Regions from separate parts of the Rattus norvegicus genome. Here region 1 is linked to region 2. A link is a contact called in public Hi-C data. All regions are on one chromosome and are shown on one strand. The core of a region is the stretch at or near the end of the contact, and the rest is flanking DNA. Distances in the headings are between cores, read along the strand shown.

What was found. A called contact is a pair of places that touch in the nucleus more often than the background predicts.
Region 1: a contact with region 2 is called in a Hi-C map of liver, with 6 times the contacts expected there. The contact joins two enhancer-like sites. A contact is called at or near these places in 8 of 12 Hi-C or Micro-C datasets (the A7r5 cell line, Schwann cells, frontal cortex and 5 more).

Annotation. Positions count from the first base shown.
Region 1 is chr7:32,380,156-32,385,560 of GRCr8, forward strand. No RefSeq gene overlaps it. Among named protein-coding and RNA genes, the nearest start is that of Eea1, 110 kb to the right of the region's middle. Within about 2 kb of position 3,461, at least 4 of the 93 cell types and tissues checked have an H3K27ac peak or open chromatin away from gene starts, as enhancers often do. A contact at or near this core is called in hepatocytes and liver, where this site is marked.
Region 2 is chr7:32,076,672-32,081,688 of GRCr8, forward strand. Nudt4 (nudix hydrolase 4) reads right to left here. Exons shown (of 5, transcript NM_053598.3): 2 at 2,901-3,011; 3 at 2,428-2,472; 4 at 1,028-1,112; 5 at 1-785. The coding sequence ends at 583. Among named protein-coding and RNA genes, the nearest start is that of Nudt4, 12 kb to the right of the region's middle. Within about 2 kb of position 2,955, at least 11 of the 93 cell types and tissues checked have an H3K27ac peak or open chromatin away from gene starts, as enhancers often do. A contact at or near this core is called in hepatocytes and liver, where this site is marked.

The DNA of each region.
Region 1 (5,405 bases), core at 2,211-4,710, 300 kb after region 2:
GTATGATAATCTACCTTTTTTTCTTTTTTTCGGAGCTGGGGACCGAACCCAGGGCCTTGCGCTTGCTAGGCAAGCGCTCTACCACTGAGCTAAATCCCCAACCCCGATAATCTACCTTTTAATGAAACTCTATAATGCTTCTTACCCAAATGGGCATTTCAGAACTGTCTATTTGATGGTTTTTAATATAGACTTTTCCAACTTCCAACTGTGGCCCAGCAGCAAATGGTTTAACATCCCTGGGTTGCAGTCTCTTCCAGATTAAGATAATTAATTCTTCGGGATTCTTTATTAAAATGATAACATGTTTTGGTCGCCTACCCAGCTGCCATATCCTAGCAGAGTTGGAACATGCAGTGGAAACCAGTTTGAGTTTGCTGGGGTGGTTACACTGTCAAAGGAAGGTGAGTCAGAGGTCACTTAGGCTGTGAGTCTTGCCATCTCGTTCTCCTTGCCGTGGACCAACTTACATAGCCACACTGCATTTGATCCTTAAAGGGAGATGTGCAGGAGAACCTGAAGGGGGACCTTTAGGGTCAGCATTTCTTAAGCTGTAGGAAGGGACATGTGGGAGGTCTACTTTGCTGGCTGTTGGAATGTCTGTGTACACCTGGAATCATCACATCCACTAGGCAAGCTCAAATGGAGATGATGACCTTGCTCTGAGAACCACAGGGTCGGAGGATGAGTTCCCCATCATGTTGTTGAGACACATATCAGTTATTTTTCTGTGGCTGTGATAAGACTCCATGGCCAAGAAAACGTATCCAAACACGCTTATGTGGGCTGATGATTCCAGAGGGATTAGAGTCCTCTGTCATAGTAGGGAAGGACAACAGCTATTGGTAGGCATCGTGGCAGGGGCAGATGCTGAACAGATCAAAGGCTAGTGGTAAACAGAGGGGTTGTGGGGGGTGAAGAAGAGAATGTAAACTCGCAAAGCTCTCTCCCAGCGACCTACTTCTTACAGCAAGGCTCCCTCTCCTATAAGTTCCACAACTTCCCCAAATAGGGTGATCAACTGCGAACCAGGTATTTAAGTATAGGGCCTATAGGAGGACATTTTTCATTCAAACCACCATAGGATACTCAGTCAATCAACGCAGAAAAAGAGCTGCTCATTGGCCAATAGTCACATGAAGTAGGAAACGTCTACTGCGTAAGCCACTTGATTTGGGTATTAATAGGCAAACTATGTAAATCCCTTATTGTAATGTTAAACACATACTATTCACACTATTTTCACCTTATTATTAATTAATAAAAATATTAATTTTTTTGGCTTAACTCGGGGCAGGATTTATAGTCACTGTGATTAGAAAATACATCTTCTCAAAAATATTTGATGAACTACAGTTTCCACTTTTCGTTACAGCCTAATGAAAGTTACGGTGGCTCCCTTCTACAGAATCAGCCTTCCTTCTAACCCTTGCCTTTGCTGTAGCTGTGATGGCTATTTAAACCTTCACTTAAATTTAGCCTTCTTTAAAGAGTGGTTATAATTTGAAAAAGAAAAGAAAAGGGCTTCCAAGTTTGAAGGGAAAACACGCTGTAACTGAGAATTATTCAGGGAAAAAGGCTAATTTTATGATTTTCCAGCAGTGGCACCGTAAGGGCATTTGGAGGGTAGGTAGGAATCAGTAGAGCCATGAGCTTTTTTGTGTCATGAGGTATTGGAGGGAAGTAGCTGAAGCTAGGTGCCCTGTCCAAGGTTAGTCAAGGACAGTATGAAAAAAGAGGGATTAGAATTCACACTCACACTGTCTAGAATTCCTGTGCGTGACTGGACTCTGCTACGTGATGTTACTTGGGGGCAACGCCAATTATTGTGGCAACAATATCTCCAGAGGACAAATGGAGGGACAATGGTGTCATTGACTTGTAGAGTGGCTCAACAGTAAGAGGTCTCTGAGATCATCCGGGCCAACACGCTGTTCTTACTGGGGATGAAACTGACATCCAGAATGACATAGCCAGGGCCAACTGGCCCAAAAGGGGAAGGATGAACTTGAGGACAACAGTGGCCCTTGACTTTCTTTCCCTCGTCATCTCATTTCTACTGAGGTTTTTATTCAACTCTGTGGAGAAACTGTGGACTGTATTCCTCACATTTCTTTACCAGATTTACTTAAATTTCATTTATTCTATTGTCTACTTCCAATAGACTTCCCCCATGTTGACTCTTGAATTTTCAGATGTGCTAGGCCAGTGTTAACTTTTATGGCTGGTTTATCAAGCTGTTTTTTGGAAGTAGGTCATCATGTACCTGTCTCTTCTGTAGCTCCATAAGCGAGTGATACTTCATTTCCAAACTGCCTAGGTGGAAAGCAGAGAGCCATTTCTCCTGGCTAAGCAATCATTATAACACAGTAGTTATGTTAAGGGTTGGACTTAGCATCACATACTGGACTTATTCTTATCTTAAAAAAAAATAACAGGGATGGGGCTGCTTGTGGGCAAGAGGAATGAAGTTTGATCCAGAATCCACATACAAATTTCAAGTGTGGTGGTGTACATTTATGATTCTAGTGCTAGGAAAAAGGAAGCAGGAGAATCATTTTTATCCCACTGGTCAGCCACTCTAGCCTATTGGGAAGCTTCCAATTAATGACATAGTACCTCTAAGGCAGTGGGTAGCATTCTGGAGGATGACACTCAAGGCTCTCCTCCAGCATCTAATGAAAAAACATGATCACACACACACACACACACACACACACACACACACACACACACGAGAGAGAGAGGGGGGGGGGAGGGAGAGGGAGAGGGAGAAGGAGAAGAAGAGGGAGAGGGAGACGGGGAGAGAGAGAGAGGGGGAGGGAGAGGGAGAGAGGAAGGAAGGGAGGAAGAGGGGGAGGGGGAGAGAGAGAGGGGGAGGGAGAGGGAGAGAGGAAGGAAGGGAGGGAGAGGGGGAGGGAGGGAGAGAGAGAGAGAGAGAGAGAGAGAGAGAGAGAGAGAGAGAGAGAGGGAGAACACTGAGAAAGTCGTAACGATTGCCACCTCACAGAAGAAGAAATCAGGACTCAAGGCCATAGCTTACACAACTGTTCAGCTGGGATCAGAAGCAAGTCTGTTGGAGCGATGCTCTTGATGGATTTCCAAACAAGACAGAATGATAATTCTGATGTGTTTAGCAGCACAGAGAAATAATTTAGTCCTAAACACTGACCGCAGAGAATACTGAAGACAGAGTGACCTGTAATATTGAAAATAGAGTGACCTGGGTCATTAACAGAAGTACCCAGGACACCGAATTCTAGGAAAAGCAGTCACTGGACTCTAAGAGGGTTGCCTATTTCTCAATGGGTTTTGGATCTGAACCTTCTGAAAACCTACAAAAGTATGTCTGGTTTGGAAAGAACATGGCCCCATCTGCCAGGCAATAGGAGGGGCCAATTAGGAGTTGAGGTTTTCAGATGGACACATTATTTGCAAGGGGAACTGTGCTCTTGAATCCTGTGTCATGTGATAGACATTGCCTCACTCATCTTTGACAGATGGACTAGAGCAGGGTTTAGAGAACAGAGTGTGCATTTAGACTTCCTCAAGTCTGAGGACAGTAGTGACCTTGGATCATGACCTCTGACTTCTCTGCTTTGAAATGGGTAATAATGGTAGTCAACTTCCTAGCTTTGCTGTGATAGTTCAGTGAAAGATGATTTTACATACCTGGGTACAGAGCTGGGCGGTCAACAAATCAATATTTACTGCAGCGTGCACTGATTGTCCTCAGTGTGACATATGAGCAATTAGAAGAGCACTAAAAACAGGCTCCACTTCTTCCCTTCCCTTATAGGTTTGCACTCCTACCATCTTCAATGGGGCATGCACATTGTCTTAGACTTTGATGTCCCTATAAAATGTCAACCCAAGAGTGCACTTTCACATACGTGTGGCGACAGGAAGACTCACAAAGGACAATGTCCGCTTCTCATCCTAAGCTATGTTTTGGTACAATGGGTTGCCTCTGAGCCAACTTTGAAACCAAACGACCATCTTCCTCAAAAATGCTGAAGCTTGGTTGCCTCGTTTGTCCTTGTGGGGTTTTATTTATGGACCCGACTAGGTGATGTGGAGAAGCTGTTGCTGTTTGAAGAATGTATCACTTGTGTTTTCGAGGAAGAGGAGGGATGTCCATTATTCAGGGCCACAGGAGAATCAACCCGGTTTGGTCAGGAGCCGGAAAGGAATGAGGCTATAGCCTTGTGTTTACAGAGAAGGCCAGCAGGGCAGTAGATGCTGGCAGGCTTGAAGTTCCAGGGGGGCTTTGGGTGACAGAGCCTGAGCCTGCTTGCCCCACACTTGGCCCTGGGGTGATAGGGCATGGGCATTAGTGGCTTAGTGTCTTCCGGTGAGAGGAAAAGTGTGTAGTGACGGGGCTTTGGGATTGGCCGGTTTCTATGAATAACACATTTGTTTAAAAAAATTACTAGTTCTAGGAAGAGTGGTCTTTCTCCATGTTTGGAAGACCCCCCTCCCCCAGTTATTAATGTGTTAGAACATTTCAGAACACAATAAGCAAAAAATTTACAGTTAATGTTCTCACTTGCTTATCTTCACTCTCTTTCTTTGGTGCCTATAGTCCTTTAGGTTCTCTGGAAATGCATGACATCATTGGTGTCAAGGTTAAACGCCCAGGAAGAGAAGAGAACAAACATAAGTCATCAGAGACTATGGCGACTCCCTGTGCCCTTTAGTATCACGGCTACCGGACCAGAACCTTCATTCACTTTAGCTCTGCAACTGTCAGTGCCTTAAAAGCGCTCAGGCTGAGAGTCTAGGCTGTATTCTAACTGCGGGCTTCACCAAGGCAAAGCTAACGGCACCCAGCTCCCGCCCACACAAGGGCATGCGTGCGAATTATTTATTCACCGCATCTGATTCTCTTTTATGGGAAGCTATTTTTGTAGCCAGCGTCAAAGACTTAAATGGCTGAGCTGACTTGCAGAGTGCAGCATTTTACAGCTACTTCAGTGAACTTTATGTTACTGGCGCACAGACTTCGGAAGCGAGAACAGATTGTAGTTATTGTCTGTGCGTATCTGCATTGCAGACAGATAGGCTGGAAGCTCAGGCCTTGCTCCTTATTGTGGTACTTATGCTAATGGGCAATTCTGATAAAAGTCTCTGGGCTTAATTACAGTGAAGAAAATCTCAAGACCCCAGTGTTGGAAGAACACTGTATTCTTTGTATCTACTGAGTTCTATTAGATTGTAAGCTCCTTTTGAGTTCTGCTTTTACTTTCCCCCATTTCATTATAGTGTGTGTGTGTGTGTGTGTGTGTGTGTGTGTGTGTGTGTGTGTGTGTAGGCCAGAGTACAATCTTGGGTATTGTTCCTTAGAAGCTGTCTTTTTTTTTCCCCCTGGAAAGACAGGGTTATGTTCCAGCTTCTCCTCTTTT
Region 2 (5,017 bases), core at 1,705-4,204:
TAATTCTTGCTGTGTACAAATTCTCGGATAGAGTAAACTTGAGTGCTTGGTCAAAGGCAACTGGCCCGTCCATACAAATCAGCGCAAACCTGCAGCTTACAAGTGGAGAGAATGCGACTCTCTTAAACAAGTTTTGGGGCACATATATATATTTTTTTAAATACCAAGAATATTAATTAATTAATTCCCAAAGATTTGGTGACTATTTGATACTGTAAGAAAAAAATATTAGGGCAAAAACATACCCAACAACCAGTTGATCTGTCAAAATAAACCATAGAATGTTGAGTGTTCAAAAGTGAAATTTTAAGAAAGGTTATAAAAATGAGAACCAAAGTAATGGGGTAGACTTACAATTAAGGCTTTAAAAAAAATCCACATGGCTTTGGCATCTTAAAGTATTTTTGCTATTTTGTTATTTATTTTAAAAGAGTTGAAAGCATCTGAAATACATGCAAATTATTTGAAACCCCTGCATGGCAAATCTAGAGTCTGCCAGCAGCAGTCAGATGTGTTAGAAGTAAAAAAGCCTCTCTCCCTCTGACATGTGCCATGACACGGTGGGGGAGGGGCCCCAGCTCTCTATCTTATACTGGATGGCACCCCAGAGGGTGGTGCGGCAGTCACAAACAAGGCATTGTTATCTGGGAGGGAAGGGACTGTGGAATTCCCATTGGTCGGAGAACACCCCAGCTTCAGCCTTTCCAGGTACTCTGCGTGGACAGGCTTGTGACACTGAAGAACCTTGATTGCGTCTTCCACTTTGAACCACTCTCTCTTCCTCCCTAGGACAGGACAGCAACAGTTACTGTATGGTCGGTTTAAAAGGCATATCCCTACTAATTAACCTCCCCCCCCCCCAATGAATGAGTTTTCTACTTCCTAAATCACTTAATATGGCAGGGCAAAACAAGACAATTGCAAAGTAACATACATGTTCACCTTCCCCCCTCAAAGGAGTAACCACAATATCAGCGGAGATGCAGTTACAAACGTCGGAGTGACTGGGTAAAGAACAGGGGCTCACCTATGTTAACAGAGTCTTCCCAGTCTTCCAATATTTCAGTGACTGTCAGAACATAAACATATGTTCTGTGCTTCCGGTCTTGATTCTGCTTCAATAGAAAAGAAAAGCATTTTAATTCACAGCTCTGGCACAGCGACCAGCACAGCATGCTGTGCCTGTGTGACAGTGTAGACACAAGGGTGTGTGTGTCTGTATCTCAAAATTGGCATTGGCAAGATGGCTCAGCACTGAACTGAGTTAGGTTTTGGGTTGTTCTCCTAGCCAGTTGAGGTCAGAATTAAGACCCTATCTCAAGACAGACACTTGCGGGTATGGTGGTGTACCCCAGGAACCCCAACACTTGGGAGGGTAAGGCAGCTTGCATTACAGTGAAGTATCAAAATCAGAAACAGAGGACCAGCAATGCCCATGGGAAAATTGCTAAAAATGTCACTATGCTATGATACTCAGGCCATATTGACAAGTGTAATGGTATCCATGTTATCATAGAAAAACTTGTATTTCTCAGTTCAGCCAGAAGATGGTGCTGTGCAACTGTGTAAACCAGTGCCACAGAGGCTTTGAGTGCTAGCTGAAGAACTGTATTTTTAAATTTTACTTCGTGTGCCTGAGTGAAGGTCAGATCTCCTGGAACTGGAATTACGGTTGTGTGAACCACAATGTGAGTGGGAATTGAACTCAGGTACTCTTAGCCATTTCTCCAGCCAAGAACTGGTGAATTAATTATCAATTCCAAGTAATACACAGTTTAATTCCTAAAGGCTTCACCTCTAAGGTTCTGTCACAAAGACTGAGCTAACTCTTGATCGTTGATAAGGGAGTCCCCTTATCTCTGGGGTACCACACTGACTAGAGGTGGATGCACTGACTTCACTCCCATCGTCCCTTTCTGAGGATTCCATCCTGCCTTCATTTAGGATGAGGCAACACAGACGAGGTTTTTATTTTAGCATCTATTCCTTGTACCTGAGTTTTCTGTCTTCTGGTCCTTAAAGCCATTTTTTTCCCTTTTTCTCGGAGCTGGGGACTGAACCCGGGGCCTTGCGCTTTCTAGGCAAGTGCTCTACCACTGAGCTAAATCCCCAACCCCCTTAAAGCCATTCTTATGTTGTCCAGTGTTACATCCTGAACTGGACAGAACCCACAATCACCCCTAGATCTTAGGACTGCTGAAGCCGCTGCCTGTGCCCAGGTCCCACTGAATTCCAGGAGAGTCTTTCGGTCAGTCCCACCCCACGGTCAGACACCGGTAACCATCCAAGCATGCAAACTTGAGGCAACCTCCCCAGTCCTCGCCACTGACCTGCCTACTGGTAGTTTTAGAGGAACCTGGTTCGGGCAGCTGTTAGGAAAGAATTGTGAATTCTAGATCAGTAAGTGAGGGCTATTTTGTAACTCACCTCAAATATTCCCAGGAGTCTGCCTAATTTTCCTTTGACTCCAGCCTGTTAAAAAAGAGTTGGTAAGTGAAATACTTGTCTTCCATAATAACCTTTATAAGCTTTGTTTATTCACCACCTATGTACAGAATAGTGGCTTAATTCACACACAATCCTGCTGACTGCCTGGGTTCATTAGACTTCCATTCGCAAGGCTGATAAAATAAAATGTCTCTGTTCCATACAGTACTGATAGAGCTCTCAGGTAATGTTATACATTTTTCATCACTAATCAAGCAATGTCTGATAACAGTGAAACTGCATTAACATCATTTTAGCTGTTACCACATACAAAAAACAAACTTCTTAAGCAAAATGTAATCTAAACAATATCCTTCTAACCACTGCAGCAGATGACAGCACTATCAGCTGCCGATTACCTGGCAAAGCACCAGAAGCCCGTCCTGTAAAACCCCAAGACAGTCTCCTCTCACCTCTTCATACACTTCCCTTGCAGCAGCACCGCCAGGCTCCTCCTCCGGCTCCACCCCTCCTCCCGGCACGATCCATTGGTCTGGGTACCGACTGCTGCTCACCAACAGCACCTGCAAGACCCGTGATAGCCCCGTGCTGTGATACTGTCTACTGGACTCCGGACCAACCTGAAATCTCACGGAAATTATTAAGGGCCCAAGATACAGAGTCACATCACTAAACCATCCTGCCTCTGCAGACTCAATTGTACTGGGGTGGGGATCAGTGACACAGGTTCTCACAGTGTAGCTTTGGCTAACCTGGAACTCAGAGTGTAGACGAGGCTGGCCCGGGACTCTGGCCCCTTTGGGATCATTTAAGCTACCAGGATTTAAGGAGTGCAGCTTCCCAGTTCCTAGGCAAATGTATTAACCCCAAGTGGATGCACTGAGGTTGTGGTTGGTCATCACCTCAGTTACTTTGGGGGGTGGTACATGTGCATGCATCCCCATGCATGACTATGGAGACCCGATGGGAGTGTCACTCTCATCTCACAGAACCTGGCGCTCCCACCATGCACCCGGGATCAGCCTGTCTATTTCCCCCATCCCCAGGCTGGAGTCAGTCAAAGGTGTGCGCCGGCACACACAGCACTCACATGGATGCCGGGGTACTCTACCCACCAGGTCGCTTCCCAGACCTACATATCAGTAACTCGAGCTATAGAATCTTTTCTCTTACAATGAAGGACACATGGCCACAGGCAGGCCACCCTATTCTATTCCCCCATGATCTAAGAGAAGACAAGTCCTGGAGACAGGAGTGGGGAAATGCATGGACACACTAGCTGGGCTGAGTGTGAGGCACCCACATACTCCACAACCAGTGGGTGATCCAGTCTATGGCCAGCCGTTAGCTCAGCAAGGGCAACCCACTATGTGCATACAGCCCACTAGCTTTAGAGTCCAAGCAAAAAGGAGAAAGCTTCATTCTTTCGAATGTACTCCTCGGGCTCTTGAAAGCTAGGGGTTCTTTTAATTTATTTTAATTTATTTCAAAGTGTAATTTTAAATTAAGTTAATTTTAATTAGTATGTGTATAAATTGTGAAAAATTATAAACATTTCAAGGTGTTTCATATTTACAAATATACAAATTTATAACAACTTTAAGGACTACTGATTACCATATTTGTATGTTCATCTTTTTTACTGGATTCTTAAAAAATTTATCTCAAATGTTATCCACTTTCCTGGTTTCCCCTCCATGAACCCCCTATCCCATCCACCCACCCCTTCCTGCCTCCCCCCCCTGACATTCCTTGTAGTGCCATATTAGATTTGGGCCTGGCTGCTTTGTAACTGCATGGCCTGAGCCCGGCTGATGCATGTGGAACTAACACACCTGGACCACACCTGGGTGGTGGTCAATTTACTTCTGCCTTTTACTTCCTCAGCCTTTATCCTTGAGATTTAGGCTGGTCTTCTGGGATTTCTCCCTAATTAATTCAGGTCTCGTAGTTGGTCTTTTGTTACCGAAGTCAGGAGCCAGGTAGTCATGAGCCAGGGTTTCCCACTGTGCTTCCCAGATATTTTCTACCTGGAGACTTGGGTATATAAGTGGTGAATAAAGCTACAGGAGACTCACTCTTCTTCCTCACTCTCACTCTTCCTTCCGCTCTTCTCTCTCTCTCTCTCTCTCTCTCTCTCTCTCTCTCTCCCTCTCCTGGCTTGACACGATAACCTGTGTGTGTGTATGTGTGTTTCTTTCATCCCATAGGCTTTCGCCCGATTCTCGGTACTGTGTCGGTGCTGGCGCTGACAATTCCTCTGCACTGGGGAGGTCCAGCCTTGGCAGGACCAAGGGCTTCTCCTCCCATTGGTGCCCAACAAGGCCATCCTCTGCTACATATGCAGCCGGAGCCATGGGTCTGTCCATGTGTGCTCTTCGGATGGTGATTTAGTCCCTGGGAGCTCTGGTTGGTTGGTATTGTTGTTCTTATGGGGTTGCAAACCCCTTCAGCTCCTTCAGTCCTTTCTAACTCCTCCAATGGGGACCCTATTCTCAGTTCAATGGTTGCCTATGAGCGTCCACCTGTTATTTGTCATGCTCTGGCAGAGCCTCTCAGGAGACAGCTA